Linked DNA regions of Mus musculus: regions 1 and 2 are each linked to region 3. The links are chromatin contacts, called in public Hi-C and capture Hi-C maps. All regions are on one chromosome and are shown on one strand. The core of a region is the stretch at or near the end of the contact, and the rest is flanking DNA. Distances in the headings are between cores, read along the strand shown.

Region 1 (2,700 bases), core at 146-2,645, 490 kb before region 3:
CATCTCTCCTTTTCATAACTATCTCTCTCCCAGTATTGTACTCTATGAGTTTTCACAGTTGTAGACAAGTGGTTCTCAACCTGTGAGTCATGACTCCTGACAGGGTCAAACAACCCTTTCACAAGGGTTGTGTAAGACCATCAGAAAACACATATTTACATTAAGTTTCATAATTGTAGCAAAAATTATACTTATGAAATAGCAATGAAAATAATTTTATGGTTGGGGGTCACCACAACATAAGGAACTATATTAAAGGGTCTCAGCATTAGGAAGGATGAGAAGTGGGCTAGACAAAAGTTATTAAATATGTGAGGTGATGGTCTGTTAATTAGATTAACTTAACCATCCTACAATATAAACAGATATGAATGTTTTTGAACACTTATTCAATTGTCCTATGGATATGTACAGTTACTTTCTGTGAGTTTTTTTTTTTTTTTTTAATGTAGACCTGGAAAATTCTTTGCATGAGGTAGAACTTAGAAGTGGTCCTCAGAAAAGCTGAGATTGGCTGTCTTCTTCATCAGTTACTGGGAGAACCACTCTCCGTGCTACTGACCTGGCACCCTTGTTTTGGCAAAAAGAGCCACAGTGTGGCAGACAGTGCCTGGACCGCTGCTACAGCATCTTCCCTAAGCAAGGACATCCTTCATGGGCTTCTAAAGAAGAGTCCATGTGCAGAAGGGGGCTCAGTTGCTGTGACTCTCCTCTCATGCAGTCACACGAACAGAACTATAAGAAGTTATCTTTTTAACAGCAGTGGAGTAGCACATGCCTGTCCATTTTAAACTTGCTCATTAGTTCCTGTTTGTCACCTGTGGTTCTCTTTCTTTGAGCAGAATCTTCATGATGAACTAGAAAAACAGGAAGGAGGCTTACAGAAATTTGGCTCTATCACCAACCAACTATTGAAGGAGTGTCACCCACCTGTGGCAGAAACCCTCTCCAGTACTCTGCAAGAAGTCAATATGAGGTATGGGACCAGCTACTCTTACAGCATTCTCAGCTGTAGATCTAAAGAGTCTACTCTACTAATGTTTTGGTTGTTTTTCTTTTTATAAACCGAATTTAATGAAAAATAACCACAAAGAAGACATTTAGGAAGGATCAGGACTTCCATAGTCCCAAGGATAGTTTTCATCCCCTTGGAATATGAATGTGACACATTAGCCTTTATTATGTTAAATAGACATGAGTCATTGTTTTGCTATGCCCATGTTCACATGAACCATGATGAAGACAAATAAAATAGTAAGTGATAGCCTTTGGTAAGAGATATGAGTCTGCCCTAAGTGCTCGCTGTTGCTTGCAGATGGAATAACTTACTGGAAGAGATCGCTGAACAGCTGCACTCCAGCAAGGCCCTCCTTCAGCTCTGGCAGAGATACAAGGACTACTCAAAGCAGTGTGCCTCTGCCATCCAGAGACAAGAGGAACAGACCAGTGTACTGTTGAAGGCAGCCACTAACAAGGATATCGCTGATGATGAAGTCACCAAGTGGATTCAGGATTGCAACGTATGTTCAGGGACTTGTTTGGGACTTGCCCAACCCGCTGGCCTTCAGTTTCATTGGTTTTGTAGGGCTAGTAGAGATGCATGTGAGCTTTGGGGCTATCTAAATCTGTGAGACAGTTTATCCCAAATTCATCACCCCATTAACTGAAGAGCCTAGTCTTACAGAGCCCTCCTGCATGTGTTTACAATTTGTGAGTTTCTTTCCCATTGTTTTATTTTTAAAAATGAGTTGCCTTTCCCACTTTTCCCTAGTGGGGTATAAATCTATGAGGGAAATGTAGGCTATCTGTTTGTACTGAAATAGTCACTGTAAGTTGCAACCACATGGGGGAAAAATCATGCCTTTAAAAAAAAAATCAACTGTTAAAGTTATCCACATTATTTAAAAAAAAAAATCATCCACTTAGATTTGTTATCTGCTGCAGTGCATCAGACAATAGCTGCATTCAGGTATTTAACAGCAGAGAGCAGCAGCTTGCTGCCACACATTTTAATAGCTTTTATATGATTCCCCTTTCCTCCATAGTTGCCAATAACCTACTTAGGGCTTTTGAGAAAGGCCTTCTCTTATTCCACCCATTATGGACCTCTTATTGTTTGTCCTTATTTGTCTTTATTTTAATGATCTTTGTTACAAAGATCTGCTTAAAAGCTTTCCCAAATCAGTTTATTAAAGTAGTCAAGTTATAAAACAACCCACATAAACTGAAGATTATACCTTCAGTCTAAATAAAGGTTTCAAGCGGCAGGGTTATTGTTTACAATAAAGATAACCTTCGTTTTGGTTGGCATTTTTTTTGTCTTTATAAGAGCAGTCATTTTCAGTGTTTCAGAACCAAGACACATGTTGTTATCTGTGTCAAGGTTAAAGGTGCCCTTCGTTCTTCTCTGAAAGGAAACTCACTGTTCAGGCACAGCAGGATCCAGCCGCCATCTTGTGCAGATGGAACCCCAATTGCCATCAGGAGCAGAAGTCCTTTGTAATCTGTTACTATTCCATAGGACCCAGAAACAGGGAACCCCCACTGGCTCACAGTTATGGGCATATGGTTGGGTTTCATAAAGTACAGGCTGGAGATGCCACGGAGAGAGAGGTGGAGAAGGTCCTTAGCTCTGTCCACCTGAGCCATCTCTGACCTCCACACCCCACCAGCACCCGAATCCTGGTGTAGCTACAATTA
Region 2 (2,717 bases), core at 142-2,641, 460 kb before region 3:
TCCTGGTTATGTGCCAGCATGGATCATAGTCCGGCGCATTCCCATTTCCTCCTGGTTATGTGCCAGCATGGATCATAGTCCGGCGCATTCCCATTTCCTCCTGGTTATGTGCCAGCATGGATCATAGTCCGGCGCATTCCCATTTCCTCCTGGTTATGTGCCAGCATGGATCATAGTCCGGCGCATTCCCATTTCCTCCTGGTTATGTGCCAGCATGGATCATAGTCCGGCGCATTCCCATTTCCTCCTGGTTATCTGCCAGCATGGATCATAGTCCAGTGCATTCCCATTTCCTCCTGGTTATGTGCCAGCATGGATCATAGTCCGGCGCATTCCCATTTCCTCCTGGTTATGTGCCAGCATGGGTCATAGTCCGGCGCATTCCCATTTCCTCCTGGTTATGTGCCAGCATGGATCATAGTCCGGCGCATTCCCATTTCCTCCTGGTTATGTGCCAGCATGGATCATAGTCCGGCGCATTCCCATTTCCTCCTGGTTATGTGCCAGCATGGATCATAGTCCGGCGCATTCCCATTTCCTCCTGGTTATGTGCCAGCATGGATCATAGTCCGGCGCATTCCCATTTCCTCCTGGTTATGTGCCAGCATGGGTCATAGTCCGGCGCATTCCCATTTCCTCCTGGTTATGTGCCAGCATGGATCATAGTCCGGCGCATTCCCATTTCCTCCTGGTTATCTGCCAGCATGGATCATAGTCTTCTTTCCCGACTGATTGTCGTCTGATCCCAAGACTTTGATGCTCTTAGATGCAGAGGCCATTTCTTTGGACAAGCCAGTGCCTATAGCAGCTAAGTGTTGTTTGCCTATGGGGAATAATGAAGGCAATGTCCTCCGTATATGTCCTAATACTTAGGTACCTCTGAGGATAAAAATAATGCCAGAATTATCATATTTTGGAGATGAAGAAATTGATAGTCATATGATGATTTCTCATTCAGGCAAATCGTGTAATCATTCCATGAAAGTATTATTATTACTAACTAAGTCAGACATTCATATTTTCTAAAATTGTCGATAGAGTACATATATCTACTTGAAAATACAGCTTGAAAGTGGTGTTTGGCCACATGATATGCTCTGAGGAGATTTATACACTGTGCCTGTGAGCAGGCCAAAACCTGAAAAAAAAAAAAAAAAAAGGAAGTAGATAGAGTATGCTTCTAGGATCTTCCTCTGCCAGACTCCTGAGGTATGAAACTAACACATAATTATTCTGTCCCAGTCCAATCTACACTCGAGTGTTTAAACCAGTGAGATAGTAGTTTTGGGTCTGGCCAGGTGCCAGGATGTAATACTTCTGGAGGAGAGGGACCCAGAGGTTTTAGTGGCTCCTGGGTTTGTCATTTCCGGTGAACTACTGTCAAATATGAATCCAAAACAGGAAACAAGCCAGTGCTCTACTCCTTGTAAAAGTCGCCAAACTCTGCTGAACACAGATGGCGTTACGCCAGCTCAGGAGGAGCCAGCCGGCTCTGCTCCCTTCGAAGCGGCTGATGTGCAGGAGTAACTGGGAGGGTCCACAGATGAGGATGAGGAAGCCAGCTTCAAGCAGATGCTTGGGAGCATCAGAAGAAAAGCAAAAGGGAATTGGCTTTTCAGCTGCCCAAGGGATCTGTTGTAGCTAGCTCCCTTGAGGATTATATTGCTTTTCTTCCTCTGTTGCTTGTATAGAACTATGTGTGATTCTAGCTGTAATGTAAATATATAACACTGCACCACTAGAATTGCTCATGTATATGCATTTGTATGTGTGCATTTGTGTGTGAGTGTGTGTGTCTGTTTACACCCACCCACAATGTCTTGATAAAAACACTTACTGTTAGAAAAAAAATGTACTACCTATTCAGCTGTCTCACTCTGGAGGCAATATACCATGGCGGCAGTACCCTTAAGACAATATATGTGCTGAGCTGGTAAATTTCAGGGTTTCAACTGAATCCAAAGAAAGAAATGGTTCATTTATATATAGCTTGGATATTTAGTTTATAAACAACATCAAATGCCACCCTTCTTAGGGATTTACATCTTTGCAAAAAAGGTTTTGGCCCTGGCTTGCACCCAATGCTTGCAGCCCACATATTTAGTTTTTGGTTTTTTTTTTTCAGTCATAGCTCCACAGTAAACAAATGAAAGCAGTGTCATCATGTTGTGAGACAAACAGGAAGGATGCATATTCAAACTGCTCCCTGGAGACATTGAGCACATGAATGCTAAGAAGGAAAAACTATCAAACTAACACAACATTGTCAAACCTGTGGTGTTTGACAGTGCTTTTTAAATTGTCACTTGCCTGTGTCTTCCTGTCAACACACCACATCCTGGGATAGATATAGTACAGCACTTGACATATGAAAGGTGATCGATCATTTGTTACAAACACTAAATACTAGTGTTTGGAGAAAATGCAGTGTCAAATGAGAAAAGACAGGCTCGTAGAAGATGAGAAACTTGCTCTATTTTTGATGGCAGAGTAGTGGAGACTAGCCTTGAGTCTTAGCTGCGTCTGGACATGTGATTGATCCTTCTATAAATTACAGCCTAGAGCAAAGACTCCAGCTTTACTGAGCCTACCTTTGACTAACCAAAAGCCAATCACTTAAACTGCCTAATTCACTCTGGGCACATCAACTTCTCAAAGAAATAGGTGATTTCCTTTTATCGTGTGACCACCCTCTCTGTGGATGTTGGTGAAGGGGG
Region 3 (2,700 bases), core at 172-2,671:
GTATGTGTGTATGTGTGTGTGTGTGTGTGTGTGTTTGTGTGTGTGTGTGTGTGTGTGTGTGTGTGTGTGTGTGTGTGTGTGTTAACTAAAGTAATTCAAACCTCATCCTGTAGGCTGATATACTTCGTTCCTGTGTCCTGCTAAAATTAAGATGATACAAACATATAAACTTGATGAATCCCAAGTGATAGAAAGCATTGGCCTTTCAGTGGGGAGCGTGTGTACGCTGGAGGGGAGAAAAATGAAAGAAACCTTTCCCAGGTGTTCCCTCAGATGGTACAGGCTTCCTCCAGCACTTCTGCCCACGCCTGTAAGAAAGAGAGTAAAATCCGCTCCCTGTAGATACTCAGAATTAGACACAATCACAGATGATACTGATGTGGAGAACGTTTGCACGAGCATGCAACCACCTTGGTAATAAAGTTTACTTCTTCTGCCCTAGTGTTTTAGACTGGTTCTAAATCACTACACAAAGCCAGCGATTGGCTGCTGTTGAGCAGAACTGGACTGTGGACGTTAACCAAGTTGCCTGGCAGTCTTTACCTGACTTCAGTCCACATTTTTCCCCTCCATAGCTACTCTCTAGTTATGCATTATCAGGTTTGGCAGTCTCTACGAGCTCAGCCCTCCGCTTGGCTTGTTGCTGGGTAGGCTTGACCTAAGAGAGTGCATGAGGAAAGAGCCAGAACTTTCCTTTGATGTCTCAGAACTCAAGATTCCATTATATAATCTACCATAAATCCTGGCGGTCAGGACTGACACTGGCTTCCAAAGTTACCAGAATATGACACTCCCTACTTGATTCATTGTGGAGTCTGACATGTCTTAATTAATATGAACTCAGAGCCTCAGCTTGCCAGCGATAAGAGACTTTTCTGATTTGCCTTCTTCATAGCTTTAAGGGTTTCCTTGATTAATTTTCTTCTCCTGAAATCTAAACCTCACATGCTAAATGTTCTGACTGGCTCAGGTTTGACCTCACAGATGTTTCCTTGTGGTCACAGAAAATACTTCTCCTCTGAGAATAGGTTTGATAATTTTGGGGGGGGGGGCAATAAATTGAACTGAACTAGATGAAGAAGTCAAGTGCAGGCTTTTAGCCACACTTTTTTACTTCTACAACCTGCCTGGTGTGTTCAAGTCTCAAATATAAACGGTGGTAGATGATAGCATTCCCTATGAACAAATTAAGGCCTTGAACCTTCCCCCAAGCCTTCTTCTCTGTAACAATATAAATCTCTCTCCTTGCTCAACACATGAGTGAGGCTTCCCACAAGGAGAAAATTGGCACATTTAAATGTCCTTTCTACTCTCAATGCTGAAGAAGGAGTGAGATGGACCAAGTCCAAACAGTGAGAAGGAAGGAGACTGAGGGCCTGTCTCATCGGAACACAAATAATTTGTGAACTGTTCTCAGTGATTAATACTCTGCACTTGAACCCTGCTTATGCAACAGAAGTGCTACAGTGAGCTGACTCTTGGTTTCTGGGTTTTGCCTTTCCTAGAAAACATTTTTCTATGAATCTTTTTTTGTTTTGTTTTGATTTGGTTTGGTTTGGTTTGGTTTGGTTTGGTTTGGTTTGGTTGCACACTAGATTTGAAGCAGCCCTTTGCTTGATTGGTGAAGTCTGAAAATGGACTAGAGGGAAGGACACCAAAGCAACATGAGCAATGTCCCTCCAACAGAGTGATACCCTGTTACCCTCTCCCTGCCCCTCTCTGCTCAAAACAGGAAAGCCAGGCATCAGCTGCCAAGGGACACTCTCAGCAGCCTTTGAGATTCGTTGTAACCTAAATTAGATTACTGAATGTGCTTAGCATTTTCTCCCAACCTTTGTCCCCAACAGACACCTGCCTTGTTTTCTTACATAGCTGTCACCCTAACCTTTTACCGTACCATACTCCTTTAAAGGATGAGAAAGAGAGAGAGGGGGAGAGAGAGAGAGAGAGAGAGAGAGAGAGAGAGAGAGGGAGAGAGAGAGAGAGACAGAGAGAGACAGAGACAGAGAGAGACAGAGAGAGACAGACAGAGAGACAGACAGAGAGACAGACAGAGAGACAGAGAGACAGACAGAGAGACAGACAGACAGACAGAGAGACAGAGACAGAGAGACAGAGACAGAGACAGAGAGACAGACAGAGAGACAGACAGAGAGACAGAGACAGAGAGAAAGGGGAAAAACAATCTCCTTACACCCCTCCTCTTTAGCTCCCCAATCACTGGGTTCAGCTCCAAATCATCTGAAGCATTTCAGTGGTGGCGAGAGGTGTCACAGGCTCCCTTCCCTAGGCAAGCCTTCAATGGCATCAGCTATCTTGTACTCCCAGACAGGCACCTACGGCTCTAATAGTACATATGTTAATGTCCTGGCTCACTATTCCAAATGGAGGTGGCTGAAGACAGGAGGCGCAGAAGCGTGACTCAGTACCAGCACTGAGGTCATACCCAGTATGCCAGGCCTTCATTCACTTGCTAGGGAATTAGGCCTCCAAAGTCAAAGGACTGCTCAAGTACGAAATGTAAAGTACGAACTTGAGTACATATTTGACAAGTGTGTATAAATTGCAAATAATTGCACCAGTCTCCATGTCATACAAATAGAAGCATTTTCTTATGAATCTATATTCTATCCAAATAAGATTGTTTTTGCCATAAAAATATCCCAGGGAAAAAGCATTTTGCACATATAAAGTGTGCTG

Evidence for each region. A called contact is a pair of places that touch in the nucleus more often than the background predicts. Capture Hi-C pulls out chosen DNA fragments and counts their contacts.
Region 1: a contact with region 3 is called in a capture Hi-C map of macrophages, with 4 times the contacts expected there. The contact joins two enhancer-like sites. A contact is called at or near these places in 7 of 39 promoter capture datasets (the 3T3-L1 cell line, cranial neural crest, embryonic stem cells and 4 more), 1 of 15 datasets of contacts at CTCF or cohesin (pro-B cells), 2 of 484 Hi-C or Micro-C datasets (nephron progenitors and ventricular fibroblasts), 4 of 115 datasets of contacts at active chromatin or transcription factors (the 230-238 cell line, bone marrow-derived macrophages and large pre-B cells) and 3 of 9 other capture datasets (adipose tissue, macrophages and pancreatic islet).
Region 2: a contact with region 3 is called in a Hi-C map of uterus, with 2.4 times the contacts expected there. The contact joins two enhancer-like sites. A contact is called at or near these places in 2 of 15 datasets of contacts at CTCF or cohesin (the NIH/3T3 cell line and pro-B cells), 5 of 484 Hi-C or Micro-C datasets (bone marrow-derived macrophages, large pre-B cells, muscle stem cells and 1 more), 6 of 115 datasets of contacts at active chromatin or transcription factors (the 230-238 cell line, bone marrow-derived macrophages, double positive thymocytes and 3 more) and 3 of 9 other capture datasets (liver, macrophages and pancreatic islet).

What each region holds. Positions count from the first base shown.
Region 1 is chr10:5,109,651-5,112,350 of GRCm38.p6, reverse strand. It overlaps Syne1 (spectrin repeat containing, nuclear envelope 1), which reads left to right. Exons shown (of 146, transcript NM_001347711.1): 117 at 843-976; 118 at 1,316-1,520. Among named protein-coding and RNA genes, the nearest start is that of Gm51757, 220 kb to the left of the region's middle. Within about 2 kb of position 1,395, at least 31 of the 459 cell types and tissues checked have an H3K27ac peak or open chromatin away from gene starts, as enhancers often do. A contact at or near this core is called in adipose tissue, where this site is marked.
Region 2 is chr10:5,078,770-5,081,486 of GRCm38.p6, reverse strand. All of the region lies in intron 127 of Syne1 (spectrin repeat containing, nuclear envelope 1), which reads left to right. Among named protein-coding and RNA genes, the nearest start is that of Gm51757, 250 kb to the left of the region's middle. Within about 2 kb of position 1,391, at least 70 of the 459 cell types and tissues checked have an H3K27ac peak or open chromatin away from gene starts, as enhancers often do. A contact at or near this core is called in pro-B cells and uterus, where this site is marked.
Region 3 is chr10:4,616,837-4,619,536 of GRCm38.p6, reverse strand. It overlaps a transcript of Esr1 not described here. Among named protein-coding and RNA genes, the nearest start is that of Esr1, 92 kb to the left of the region's middle. Within about 2 kb of position 1,421, at least 53 of the 459 cell types and tissues checked have an H3K27ac peak or open chromatin away from gene starts, as enhancers often do. A contact at or near this core is called in adipose tissue, pro-B cells and uterus, where this site is marked.